Linked DNA regions of Mus musculus: regions 1, 2 and 4 are each linked to region 3. Evidence: chromatin contacts called from public promoter capture Hi-C data. All regions are on one chromosome and are shown on one strand. The core of a region is the stretch at or near the end of the contact, and the rest is flanking DNA. Distances in the headings are between cores, read along the strand shown.

What was found. Promoter capture Hi-C pulls out the DNA fragments that hold promoters and counts their contacts.
Region 1: a promoter capture Hi-C map of frontonasal cranial neural crest shows a contact between it and region 3. The contact joins the promoter of Nup54 here to the promoter of Utp3 in region 3.
Region 2: a promoter capture Hi-C map of pre-B cells shows a contact between it and region 3, with 2.8 times the contacts expected there. The contact joins the promoter of Rchy1 here to the promoter of Utp3 in region 3. A contact is called at or near these places in 2 of 39 promoter capture datasets (liver and pre-B cells) and 1 of 115 datasets of contacts at active chromatin or transcription factors (astrocytes).
Region 4: a promoter capture Hi-C map of pre-B cells shows a contact between it and region 3. The contact joins the promoter of Ccng2 here to the promoter of Utp3 in region 3. A contact is called at or near these places in 3 of 39 promoter capture datasets (cranial neural crest, pre-B cells and second pharyngeal arch cranial neural crest).

The regions. Positions count from the first base shown.
Region 1 is chr5:92,433,123-92,436,585 of GRCm38.p6, reverse strand. Nup54 (nucleoporin 54) reads left to right here and starts at 1,387. Exons shown (of 13, transcript NM_001359995.1): 1 at 1,387-1,582; 2 at 2,203-2,364. The coding sequence starts at 1,516. Gm42114 (a long non-coding RNA gene) reads right to left here and starts at 1,975. Exons shown (of 2, transcript XR_880431.3): 1 at 1,604-1,975; 2 at 517-993.
Region 2 is chr5:91,961,410-91,964,729 of GRCm38.p6, reverse strand. Rchy1 (ring finger and CHY zinc finger domain containing 1) reads left to right here and starts at 1,662. Exons shown (of 9, transcript NM_026557.4): 1 at 1,662-2,100. The coding sequence starts at 2,011. It also overlaps the pseudogene Thap6.
Region 3 is chr5:88,552,833-88,556,370 of GRCm38.p6, reverse strand. Utp3 (UTP3 small subunit processome component) reads right to left here and starts at 1,909. Exons shown (of 1, transcript NM_023054.2): 1 at 281-1,909. The coding sequence starts at 1,757. The coding sequence ends at 348.
Region 4 is chr5:93,265,487-93,268,840 of GRCm38.p6, reverse strand. Ccng2 (cyclin G2) reads right to left here and starts at 1,268. Exons shown (of 8, transcript NM_007635.4): 1 at 1,044-1,268; 2 at 82-219. The coding sequence starts at 219.

The sequences.
Region 1 (3,463 bases), core at 138-2,637, 3.9 Mb before region 3:
CTGGGCAGGCAGAATCAGGAGTCCCCTGGGGCTTGCTGGCTGGACAGTCTTGCCAAATAAGCGATGAGATCTAGATTTATTGAGAGACCTTGTATTAGAAATTAAGAGTAAATTAGGAAGACACCCATGTCAATCTCTGGCCTTCAGGCACGTGTGCACATATGTGTGTATACACTCTTCCCACACATGCATGTGCTCTCTCTCTCTCTCTCACACACACACAAAATGGGGCAAAGAGGTTCCTGAGAAAACTAAAATTAGATCTACCACATGACCCAGCTATGTCTATAAGGACTCCAAGTTAGTCTATCACATAGATGTATATCAATCTCTACTGAAGCATTAGTCACAATTGTTAACAAACCTAGTTGCCTAACAACAGAGGGATGGATCAGAAACAGAGGATGGTATATACTCAAAAGAGTTTTCAGCCCTAAGAAGGAAGTTATGTTGTCATTTGCACAAAACTGAATATCACTGGAGATAAACATTATTAAGTGAATTAAGCCAGTCACAGAAGGAAAAAAATTCATTTATGATTCCTAGGTTTAATTAAACACATAAATCATATGACATGGAAAATGAAGTAAAATTACTAGGGAACTAATGGGAGAGACAGGGAGAAGACAGAAAATTTAGGAGTAGGAATATATATTCAAAATACAACATAAACTTGTATCAAGATGTCCTAATGTAACACAGTGCCATGTACAATAAATATTTTTAAAAGGAGAAAAGAATCGGGGCTAAGTAGAGAAAAACCAGCGAAGTGACTTTGGGGATGCTGCTTTGCAACTCTAATCCTCAGTCCTCCTGTCTCGTCTGTGCCAATTAGTCAACGACAGAAATCTTCTCTGTGTAGTTGAGGATTAAATGTTCCCCAGAAGTGCGATGCAGGGCACAGATTTTACCAGTTAGTGGGCCCATTTGCTTCATCGAGGTCAGCCCTTCTTCTTGGTCAATGACAATAGTAGTAAACTGTCTGAAACGCAGCTGGGGGTTTAAAAAAATATGCAAAAACAATTACTAGCGTGCATTCCACATAGCTAACACACGTGTTACCACCATCGCCATCATCTTTCCATCACTCTCGAATGCCTCTTTCTCAACTGCTTTATCTACTCAAACCTCCTTTCCTCCGGGAAGGACCGCTCCTCAGAGGTAAGGGCAGTACTTTCACGCGGTCCCTGCACACTGTCACTTCTCTAAAGTGGCTTCAGAGAGCCACCATACAACACCCCATGTCCAACTTCTCATCACTTCCCCTTTGTGGTGACGCCCCACACCACGTGAAAGCCACAAACACACCCCCGGAAGTGATCGGTGGTAGGCGTTCCCGTTCGATCATCCCACCCACTCCATCCTTGCTTGGTTCCTGCCTGCTCCGCTTAGACCGGGAAGGAGGCGGAACTAATGGTACGGACCGCCTGACGGTTCCCAGCCGGACAGAAGAGCGGAGGGCACTGGGCGTCGCGCCGCGCGAGCCCGGGGCCATCTAAGTGCTGCTCCCGCGACATGGCTTTCAATTTTGGGGCTCCTTCGGGCACTTCGGGCACCTCTACAGCCACCGCGGCACCGGCGGGTGAGTCAGCCCTGGGCCTACCTTCTTCCTCCAAGGAACCAAAGCCTCGGGCCCGCCCCCTCGATCCGATCGGTCCGGCTGGGGGGTCCCGGGGTTGCCCTGGCACTCGGGACACCTTGGAGTCATTTGGAGAGGGCGGTGGCGGTGGTGGCGGCGGCGGTGGCGGTGGGAGGGCCGCGGGCTGCTCAGGCTCAGCCTGGGGCTCGCACAGCACGCTCAACCCGCGTGGCTCGGCCGCCGCGGTGCTTCCCGCCATTGGGGTGTCCGCCCAGGAGAGGCCGGAGGCTACGCCCCTCTCATTTCCCGGGACCCCGCGTCCCCTCGTCCGTCTCAGCCTCAAGGTCCAGACGGGTAAAGTTGGAGCCAGGCTGCCCGCAGCTCCCTCTGTCCCCTCCCCAGCCCGGGGGGGGGGGATGCTCGGCCCCCGCCCGTGCTGCCCTTCGCTCCTTCTGTCTGTCCGCACCTTGGCTTTCTTCCCCTGATCCGGTGCAGGTCAGGTTTGTTCACGCTGTGAAACCTCTTGCTGATTCTTGTAATTCTTACCTTTCTTTCTTCTCCTTTTCTCTTTCCCTCCTCTCACCTTTTCAAATTTTTGTTTCTCTTGCCTCCACGACTATCAGGATTTGGTGGGCTTGAGACTGCCAACTCCACCGCCGGTGGGTTTAATTTTGGGGGTTTCGGATTAACCGCTAACCCTGCAGTGAACTTTAATATTGGGAATTTCGGTGTTTCTACTACCTCGGCGACTCCGTTCAATTTTGGTAACAGTCTGGCGAGTGCAGGTAGATACTGGGGTCATGTGTGTAACGAGTATGGGGGCTGGAGTCCAAGAATGTTCCGATGTCCCTAGAGTTTGGGGGAAGAAATGGCACTTGTCTAATAAAGAAAGGGGTTTATTTCCTAAGATCAAATCAAATATATTTAAAGTTTTGGCTGCTTTAAAAGATGTGGGTTTTGGAAAGCCTTAAAGAATTAGAATGCACCTTGGTTGGATTTTCATTTAATGATACAGAGCACAGCTTCCAAATGATAAGTTGGGAACCGAATATTTTTTAAAACATTAGCTTTAGCAGAAGGTAAGCGTTTCCCTGGGATTCTTGGACTCCTGCAGTCATTTTTCATTTTTTAATACATATTTCATTGGGATTTCATCTTATTGTCCTTGTGTTTCCAAGAGAAACAAGTCTTATACGAACAGCAGCGACCTGTCTTGTTTTTCAAACTGTAACGATGTTTTTCTAGCATTAACTCAATATATTAGGATGTATTTCTATATATAATTGTAGAAAGAATCCCGGATTCTTTGCTGGGTTTTTGGGAAATTTTCCATGAGTAGTTTTAATTTACCAATTAACACTGAGTTCTAAAAAGTAGGCTCGGCATCTTTTACTTTCAAAAAGAGGATGATGAAGGTTTTTGGTTTTTTGGTTTTTTTAATCTGTGGCTTGTTTGAAGATCACTGAAATTTTTCAGAACACAAATTAATGGATGTGTACGACCCAATTTAAGTTAGGCTTATGTGAGCTCGACATCCGTATGACTCTTAGAAAACTCTCCATCCTCAGCTGCTCGTATATGAATGTACTGTCCATAGTTTATGTTCCGTCAAGCCACTGCTGCCCGTGCCAATTATATGCATTTGGTAAGCCTTACTTCTAAACTTACTGGGAAAGTTGGGGATTTTGTCCATTTACTGGGTTTTACATTGTTGATGTCACCTTATCCTCTCAGTTAAAAATAGTGAAAAATACTTGGAAATTCCAAAGATAAAGGGACTCATTAAGAAATATTAGAAGCCGCACCCACCACCCCTGGGGTGTTTACCTTTCCTAGTTTGCTTAAAATTGGCACTGGGCAAAACAAACCTTATTTTGAAATTTA
Region 2 (3,320 bases), core at 413-2,912, 3.4 Mb before region 3:
GCCCTTAAATTTTTATAGTAGCATATGAATGTTTCAGTGGACATTTAGCCTGTAGCAAGATTTGCAATTAAAGGTTTTTCTTTCTCTACAGCGGTTGAAGAATACCTTTGGCCTTTCCCTTTCTGAGGTGATACCTAGAATTTGTCTTCAATGAATAGGAGGGCCTCTTATACTTCCTCCTTTCTGTCAAACCTGAAAATAACTTGTATAGCAACTCATACATAGCAGGTCTATAAATGCCTTATGAACTCATGCGGAGAACAGCTGGCACGTCTACGGTTCTGGAGCTACAATTACTTTGACATATACAGGAGGCAATAATCAGACTTCTCAACATTTCTAAGCTAGTTCAATATTGTTTTGGGACATGGTAGCACATAGGTTCTTTTTATTTCCCTGCCTAGTAAAGTAACTAGATCTTTCCCTAGTAATAACAGTGCTTCACAAAAGCTGCGAACATCCTAAGTATGCTTATTAAATCCTATTAGACCCTTCCTAGGGTGTCACAGGAATGGCTAAACACTAAATTAGAATCCTCAAACTCACACAGCTAAATAATCCTTGATCTGAACATGTAGTTTACAGTGAACCACTCCACCTCATCTATTTCTAAAAAGAAGGTATGGGTATTTGAACAGAGCCCTCAGTTAGATGATGATCGACATATGAACAGTAGAGACCGTAACACAGTTAGAATGCAAACATTAGCAAAGACGAGCCTGACAATTTGTGCGTGGGGGTATTTTATTTTTGGTGGGGGTGCTATCTGGTCTTTCATTCCTTGGCACTTGAAACTTGCACATTATAAAGGGACCATTGTCAGTTCAAATTTAACAAGGTTATTTTAAAAAGACTGGGAACAAAAGCTTGTAACTGCAGACTCTGGTAGAATCATTTTTAGTAAAAAGTTAAAAGTATCTGGCTTGAGTACAGCAAAGTCTTACACATGAAATGTCAGTCCTTTTAACTTGGAATTTGGTAAACAGCGAGAGGCACATCCAATGGCCGAGCAACCTTTCACCATGTTTTTAGCAACTCCTAACACAACTGGAAGAGAATTAAAACGAGTTAGTAACTCCAGGGCTAAGCTAAAGGCATCTCCTCCCGGACAATTGCCTCCCTTCTCCCAGATCCCAACACCTGAAGTTTTGCTGATAAAATGCTCTAAGTCTTGGTATTTTGTAAGAGTGGACATAAAGTTATGCACCTTGAGGTCTGAGATTCAAACTCTGCAGGCTTCTTTATTTCTCTCATGTTCTTACGGGCCAGATTTTTCTCTCCCACAGGTCTGGTACACACTAACTCCTGCTGGCGTACTGTTTGCCATTCAACTTTCAGCTCGAGCGTCTCCTTCCCCAGGGACACCACACAGGACTGTCCTTCCAGTGTGGAAGTTGTGACCTCATCTAATGCCGTGGCGTTCTCCCCCTCCCCATTTGTGAGTTCCACGGGGGCGTGGCGTGGCTACTTGTTTTTCACTTTGCGTTCTTAAGTCCTGGGTGGGTGACAGCACAATATTTTCTAAAGGGGGCGCAGGGAAAAAAGGAGACCGGGACAGCCGCCGGCACTCGGACCTGCGCGCGCAGCCGCCGAGCCCCGCCCCCTTTCGGAGCAGCCGCGGGAGGGGCCGCTCCTCACCGGCGCCGGCGGCTCGCAGCAGCGCCCGCCAGACGACGCAGCGGTCCCCTTCGCCCGCAATCAGGGCTGGCAGCGATGCCGGGGCGGGGAAAAAGAGCCAACCTAAGACTTACTACCATTAGCAGTGACGACAGCGACTAACGTGGACGACGGACTAAGCGTCTCACTTGGCTTCCACCCCTTACACCAGGGACCGGAAATCCGGATGCTGCAGATCACGTGATTGGACCCCCCCTTCCTGACTCTGGTGGCCGCTGCTCCGAGGAGGAGCGGGTGTCCGACCGACTCTGCTTCCTTAAGGCGTGGCTTCCAAGCTGGGGGAAAGGTTCAGTGGCTGGTGAGGGGGAGGTGGTGGAGGAGGAGGAGGAGGAGATGGCGGCGACGGCGCGGGAAGATGGCGTCCGCAACCTGGCGCAGGGGCCGCGGGGCTGCGAGCACTATGACAGAGCTTGTCTCCTCAAGGTGACGACTTTAGAGGGTACCTCCTCGATGAGCTGCGGTCGGGTCTGGCAAGGGCAGGTTGGGCAGAAGCTTCAGACCGAGCTGCTTGTCAGGATACCTGCCATCTGGAGTTGGGCTCTCCTTGCAGGAAACGTTTTGGCAAGGCGAGCAGGAGCTCTGTACTCGATCGCCGCTGCAAGCCAAGTTCTTGTTTGTAAAGACTTGGCCCTTGCTTAAATTCACCTCCCTTGTGGGTTTATCCGTCATTTGCGGTTGACAGTAGAATGAGGAAGTGAAAGGGCCTTGGCATTTCTGTCAAGTGCGTATGATGCAGTGATGAAAGCATAAGCAAGGGAAGAATCAGAATATAATTTCTGTACGTGTAGGAAGTTTATAGTATGGCTTGTCAGCTTCATTTTTTTGTCTAGGAATATGCCCAGACCTGTCCAGGAGAAAATGTCTGTGTGAAGTGAGAGTTGGGTGATTGCCATTAAGTTGGATATTGGAGGAGTGCCTAATACATATATGCTGTCATTTTTCCTGCTTGAGACGTTCTAGTCATCTAGAGTTTTTAAAAATGACTCTCACACAGTTAAGACTTACCTGATTTTTTTTTTTAAGAAGCAGTTTTAATATTTTGTTGAGAAAGCCTGAGATTTGAGCTGGGGTTATAACTCAGCCTTAGAATTGAGTTTATAATGCTGAAGGCCTTGGCTTCAGTCTTCAGAAGTCGCCTCCCACTGAGAAGAAACTTTGACTCTTGGAATCCTATAGCTTTCCCTTCATAGTTTAGATTGTCCTTAACTTGCTGTGTAATTTGGAGCAAGCTACTTTTTAAAGAGCTTGCATATAAAATATACAAGTTTGGAAGCTGGTCTTAGTGGTAAAGGCCTGTAGCTCCAGGAGATGCATACTTCCAGCTATTTGTGAAGCAGAGGCAGAAGGAATACCAGCCAGGAGATGCTAATGCAAATAAGAAAAAAAAAAAAAGGAGGTGGGGCTGGGGGTATATATAGGTCATTGCTAGAGTACTGGCCTCACCAGAGAGTCTCTAGGTTCAGCCTTCTCTGCCAACAGGGAAAGTCCCTCTTTTATAAACCATGTGATGATTGCATGCTAGAGTGCACATGTGGTGTTTTAAGAGGTGTGTCCCCAGAAATGACTAGGAGTATATATTAACTAGCACCCACAGTGGTCATCAACTCCTCCTTCGCCACCTTCACAATCAGCTCTGCTGGTCA
Region 3 (3,538 bases), core at 660-3,159:
GGGGAAACTTTCTAGGCTAATGTGCTAAAATATTACACAGTTTTTTTACCCTCCAATTACAATTCTTAGTAGGACTTTAATGGATGAATAAAGTAGCAACCCCGGGCTGGAGACAGCTCACTTGTATGAGTGCTTGGTTAGTTATGCACAGGCTCCAGGTTCAAGTTCTCAGCACCCAGTACAAAAGACCAACCAACAAAGCCCAAAGCAGCAACCCCTAATTCCCTGCTGACAACAAATTTTAAACTTAAAGAAAAAAAAATAGGTATTACAAACACAATCACTTTACTTCAAAACACTTTTTATTGACCTAAAATAATTGCCAAAAGCTAGGCCAAAGAGCAACTTTACTTAAGCTTAATGCTCTTCTTAACTCCAGCACGAATGCCAGAGAGTTCACCACTGTACCGCTGTTCTTCTCTGCGAACTTCACGAACCTGGCCTCGTCGTCGGATTTTGGCTTTTCTGAACTTTTCCCTATGTTTCACTCTGGGATTTCTATCAATCTTCTTTCTCCTGGGTGTAAGTCCCCTATTTTTAGCAATCTGGTAGGTAATGGCTCTCTTTGCATTTTGTTCTTCGAGAGCCTGTTCTTCAGCACTGTTTTCTTCCTTCTTTCTCTTCAACTCTTGCCTGTCTTCCATTTCCTTATAGTACTTGAGAGCAGCCCCATCAAAATCAGGCTCATCAGTCAGGGCAACAGCAGCAGCCTGCTTTACAGACTTGGGCTTGGTTTTGGTTAATTTTGCTTTTGGAGTCATTTCTTTCTTTACAGCACCATCCTTGGCTGTGAGGAGGTGACGGATTTCAGAGGACAGTTTCTGATCCACAACCGACAGCTTGTTGATCAGATTTCTGTAGGTAACAAGCCTTTCTATAACAGGATGTCCATGTGCAGGGACTCTCCGGGCTTTTAAGATCAAATAAAAGCTAATGTTGGCGCAATAGTTCAAGTAGAGATTATACTTAGTCTTCAGGTATTCGCTTCCTCTTCCAGTTGGAATGACCCCTTTCTCCACCAACTGTAACAAGGGTTCTAACTCATCCTTCACCTCTGTCAACTTGGCTTGGAGGTCTTCTATGAGCTCTAAGAGCTCTGGTGATTCTTTCTTCAACATTTTCAGCTTCTCTTTTACCGAGACTTTAGCCAAATCCTTCACAACCCTTGTCTCAGCTTCGTCTACCTGGGGCACCGGCTTTGCAAAGGCCTCCACCCAAGCGACTCCAAAATCATCCTCTTGCAGGGCTTGGGCCAAGCGCCGCTGAATTATCTGTGCCTCCTCCTCTTCTTCTCTTTCCTCCTCTTCTACTTCTTGCTGACTCTGACGGCCTCGGGATTTGGAACCATAGTCCGTATCGTAATAAAGCTTTTTTCTCTGACCCCAGGACAAGCTAGGGTCCACAGAGGCCTCAGCCTCACTCTGCACGGAGCTTCCGCCGTCATCATCCTCTCCAACCTCCTCCTCCTCCGAACTCTCTCCATCTTCGTCATCTCCATCATCAATATCTAGAGGTAGCACCTCTTCCTCCTCATCGCCATCCTCCTCCCCACTCTCGACTTCGTTCCAGCCCTTGGCCAGGACTGCCCGAGATCGCGCTTCATGGAACTCATCTACCTGGTCTTGGTAGTAGCTGGAGTCCCCTGGAGAGGGCGGCAACCCCAAGTCGTCCTCATTTTCGTCCGTGGCGGTGAGACCTGCCTGGGCCCGCACGGCGGCCCACTGAGCCGCTCCACGCCGCCGTGATTTCTTCACCATGGCTCACCAGCGGTCCCGGGTTCCCAAGCGACGCCGCGATTTCCGCCACTTCTGACCTCCGCCCAGAATGATGCCGGCAAGCGGAGGCTTTCAGCACCAGCACGCTCCGCGAACCCAAGTCGGTGACCACCGGAGCAGAGAGTCTGGGAAAGGCCTGTTTCCTTCCGCTCCCAGGGTGCTCTCCGCGCAGCGCGCGCGCCTAAACTTCCGCTCCCCCCCCCCCCCCCAGCGTAATCCCGCCGCCGTGTCTTTTTAAAAACCAGTCGGTTCCGGCGAATGAAAACTTCCGGGTAGGAACGCTAGGCCAAGGATATTTCCGTTCCGCGGATCCTTTTGTGGCTACTTCCGAGCTCTCTCTCTCTCTGGTGACTTCCGGCGTGAAGCCGGAATCCCGCCAGGGACGCCGCGAGACAGCCCGCGGCCGACAGAGGGCGCGGGGCATCTACGTTCCCACGCGTCGGCAGGGCGCCCACTGGGCCACGCTAGATAGTTGCCCAGCTCACGGTTTCGTGTTCTCCGTTTGCCAGAGTGGAAGTTAGTCAGGGTTTTGTTTGTGTTTTGTTTAGTTTTGTTTTTTGTCTGTCTTGACTTCTGAAGCCGGGACTCGCCATGTTGTCAGCCTCAGCCTCCCGGATTGGTGCTTTTCTCTGTTTTTGCCTGGGAGTTGCTACCGTAGGCGCCGCGTTTCCGGGCCCCGCGCGGCGAGTCTCTGCTTTTAGGCGACCCGAGAGAGGACTTCGGGGTTTTTTGGGGACGATGTAACCGGGAAGAGTAAAAGACGCGCGGTGTCCTTCTACTGGAATAGCTTCGCTTTTCTAGACGTTCTGGAAAACTGTGAGGCTGTCAGCCGCGGACAGCCTCCTATGTATAGAATTGGGTTGCAACATTTAATGATTATTCATTGTTGTGTTCTTCAACATTGATCAAGCACCAAACTTCCGTGGCAGCGTTTTAGGCAGAGATGGGGGGGGGGAGGGGAGGGGAGAATAAAGGAAGGAAATGAGCAAAATAGATTTAACAAGGGAGGGAGGGGAGAGGAGAGAGGAGAATGAAGGAAGGAAATGAGCAAAATAGATTTAACAAGGGAGGGGAGGAGAAGAGAAAGAAGAGGGAGAGGGGAGAGAGGGAGAAGGGGAGAAGAAGTGGGGAGGAGGAAAGAGGAGGGAAGAGGAAGAAGAGGAAAAGGAAAAGAGATAAAGGCCAAAATAGGAGACCTTGTGGTTTAGGAGGGCGCACGGGTACACCAAACAGAAAACTCAGTCAAATGGGAGAAGTGACATATGGGTCTAAGAGAATCGAACTGGTGTCAAGCTTAGTAGACAGGGCTACCACCTAAGCTATCTCAAATGTATGACCTTTTATGTCAGCTTCCTTATTTAAAAGGATATACAAAGTCGTGATTATGCATACCACATGGGGTCTTGTCTTTTTTTTCTTTTTTTTTTTTTTCCATTTTTTATTAGGTATTTAGCTCATTTACATTTCCAATGCTATACCAAAAGTCCCCCTTACCCACCCACCCCCACTCCCCTACCCACCCACTCCCCCCCTTTGGCCCTGGCGTTCCCCTGTACCGGGGCACACAAAGTCTGCGTGTCCAATGGGCCTCTCTTTCCAGTGATGGCCGACTAGGCCATCTTTTGATACATATGCAGCTAGAGTCAAGAGCTCAGGGGTACTGGTTAGTTCATAATGTTGTTCCACCTATAGGGTTGAAGATCCCTTTAGCTCCTTGGGTACTTTCTCTAGCTCCTCCATTGGGAGCCCTGTGAACCATCCAT
Region 4 (3,354 bases), core at 19-2,518, 4.7 Mb before region 3:
CTTTGGTACTGATTTGGTACGAGGAAAACCAAAAAGTTACCTTCCCACCTTCCCCCAAGTCCTATCAATTCTCAAATTTACCTCCGGGGTAGCCTCCATCAAGATCAGCCCTTTTTCCCGAGGTTGGTATCTCTGTTCTTGTTCCAGGTAGAAGTTCAACAATCCGAAAAGCTGAACCCCTTCGCCACCTGCCAAGTGCTTGGCCCCCAAATCCTTCATCTGCAGCAAATACACCGCGGCCGGTTAAGAATATAATCCGGATACGTAGGGTGTGAGAGCAGAAGGAGCTGGCCGCGATCCCTCCAGCTAGGGGCGCCCCAGATCACGCAAGCCAGAACCGGGTGAGGGGGGGATCGGTCACGTCCGCCAGCCTCAGGGGAATCCTCCCCTAAAGACATGGAGGCGTGGCATGGGGGGGCAGTATCTCGGTCACCTCCGCTGGCCAGGGCTAGTTCTGATCAGCTCTGTGGCCGACAGCGTTTGACGTACAGGAAAAGTGTCCAAGAAGCGTAATGTCCCCTACTGTCCGCATCACCTGGACAGCACAGCAGGGACTTCTAACTAGACTCTAGGCCCTAGAGGAAAGCGGGGGACCGGAAGACTGAAGCCACCGAAGCGGGTTCTGGGGCGGGGCGTTGCACAATAGGAGAGAAGGGAGGGGGAGTCTCGAGACTGAACAAAGAACTGGAAGGAGGCGGCTTCGGAGCCCCGCCCCGGGAGCCCGTCGCGGAGCCCACCTCCAAGCTACCCCCGCAGCTTCTGCAGCTTTGACGAGCCCCGCAACTCGAGACAGGGCGGCCCAGTAGCTTGGGGGATGCTGGGGAGACAGTGGGGAGTCCAGTACGCCCGCAGCGAGCAGTAGCCTAATACTTGGGCTCAGTAACGGTGCGAAGCCCCGGGGCTGTCAACCCACCGTATAGCCTCAGAACACCCTGGAGCCCCTGTCAGTCCCTCAGCTGCGGCTGGGGGACTCCACCATCAAAGCAAACCGCGATCCAGACCCGGAGCCACCAAACCCAGAGCCACCCGGGAGGCCCACTCACCGTGTCGGCCCCGGCGTCACGGACCGGCGCGGCGGGGGCGTCCGGACCCGTCTCCGAGCTCAGGGACCAGCCTCCTCAGCGGCACCCCGAGACCCGCATCCGACCTCCCCGCCGCCGCCCGGCCTCACAGCCCCGGCTGCATCTTGCTCCTCAGCGGGGCTCAGCGCCCGCCCTGCACCGCCACCTCCTCCCGGCTCCGCCGCAGCCTCCGGAGCTGAGCAAACCCCTTGTTTTTGTTTTGAGTCTGCGACGCCCCCAAGGGGCGGGGCGCGTGACTGCGCGCGGAGGGATCCTCGCTCGCTCGCCCAGTGGATCTGAGAAAAAGAGTCCCTGCTCCGAGCCTCAGTTCCCAGCCTCTCTTGGCCCCTTCTGTTCCTCTTGGCCTTGCGGAGCCAGGATCTATGGTAGGGAGTGGAATCTGGATTCCAGCCTCATTTCAGAATGGAACCGGAAGGGAGCAAAGATGAGCGAGCCGATCGGAGAGCGGAAGGAGACAGTTTCTGGACGCCTCACACCTTTTAAAGGTCCCCCGATTTGTTTTGTTTTCGCTGTTTTGAAAAGTCCGCCCAAAGTAGCGGGCTCCCTGATTGGACAAGGGTGGGGCAAGCCGACTGCTGAGGACTTGATTTAATCTCGAATCTGGATTGGCTGGCCGACTGGCTGTTGCGTCCTCTGATTGGCTCTCAATATATCCCGACTCTCTTATCTTCTTCCGGGGCCTTAGCAACTCTGGGGTCTGGATTGCGCATGCTTGGGTGGGTGGCATTTGTGGTGCTCGGTTACGTGCCGGGGTCCACAGCTGCCTAGGAACTCTAGCTCAGTCTAGGCGAGGCCCGAGGCTGTCGCCTCTGGTCACACCCCGAAAATCCGAGGTCACATAACTCTGTAACAGCGTTTCCAGGAGTGCAGAAGGGCGTCCTGAACTTCTTAGTTGTACCACCGGTGTATTTTGCAATAAACAGTCAAGCTCTTAACATTCCAAGATGCTTACCGAGATAATTTTTTTTTAATCGATCTGACTCAGGAAAGAAAAAAAGCTAAATTCAACTAGTTGGTTACACAGCTGACTTGTTGAAGTTGGGCGGTGGGTAGTAGAGACTGCATTACAGAATTGTGAGTGCATTTGTGTGCCTTGAAATTTTTTTTCCATAATAAAAAGTTCAAAGGAGGGACCTTTCAATAAAAACTGCAGATTGATGAGGGTATATAGATATCTAATAAGTGTGCTTCTAGAGGTTATGGTTGTACTGTTTGCTTTTGGTTTTAATGAAGGCTCCCACAGCCTCTTGGTTCTTGATCGCCCATAAATTATCATTTATTGTCTATTATAATTAACGTTGTTATTAAGCTGACACCTCTCCTAAGGCAGAGCAAAAACCAAACCAACTAGATGCCTTAGGCAGGGCTAACTTTCACACGGAGTGGAGTATCTGTCGGGAGGCAGGAAAATTCCCTAGATTGTTTTGGTTTTGTTTGTTTGTTTTACTTTCTATTCCCTCAGATCTCTGCCTCCTAACAAACATGCAAATCGGTAACTTAGAGCCTTCATGAATTCTAAACAGCTAGCCTCTCCGAAATGAATTTTTTACTCTTGGGTGTGTTTTCTGTGAGTCACTTTGGAGCTTATAAACTACTAGAGGGCACCTAGTACCGCTTTAACAGCTGAAGAGTTACTCAAATAGATGGCTTTGTGTATTAGCTGGAAAGAGACTCAGACATCTGTTTGGAGCACAGAGCAGCAGAGGAAGAGAACACCAAAGGGCTAGCTAGCATTCCAGTTTCAGAGGGGTGTGGCCTTCTTGGTTTTAGAACATAAAATATTAGCATACCACTTAAATGATTTACAGGTTATATAATTTTATTCGAGGTGTGGTTGATCTTTTAAGCATTATTTAAATTATTACGTTAGTGACGTACATCTGGATGAAAGTCCATGCTTGTAAACTCGCACAGCAATTGGCGACTCGATGAGAGAATGGAGCTATGATTAAAGTTCAGACATATCTTGCAACAGGGGAAAAGCCCAGCTAACAGGGTCAGTGGTGAGAAAGAAACAACTGATGAGAGAAGTTTAGGAGCCGAACAAGAAGACTGGGGAGAGCTTTGTGTTCCAATGGCCAAAGGTAGAAAAGGAGCCAGGGCTATAAAATAAGTGATGTGAAAGAGGAAGTGTAAAAGAATGTGGCAGGAGATTTTATAAATAACATACTGTATGAGACAGAAAGGAAGAGAGCCAGCCAAGTGTGACGGCTGCAAACCCTGCACTTGGAAGGCTAAGGCAGGGGCATTGCGGTGAGTACAAGGATAGCCT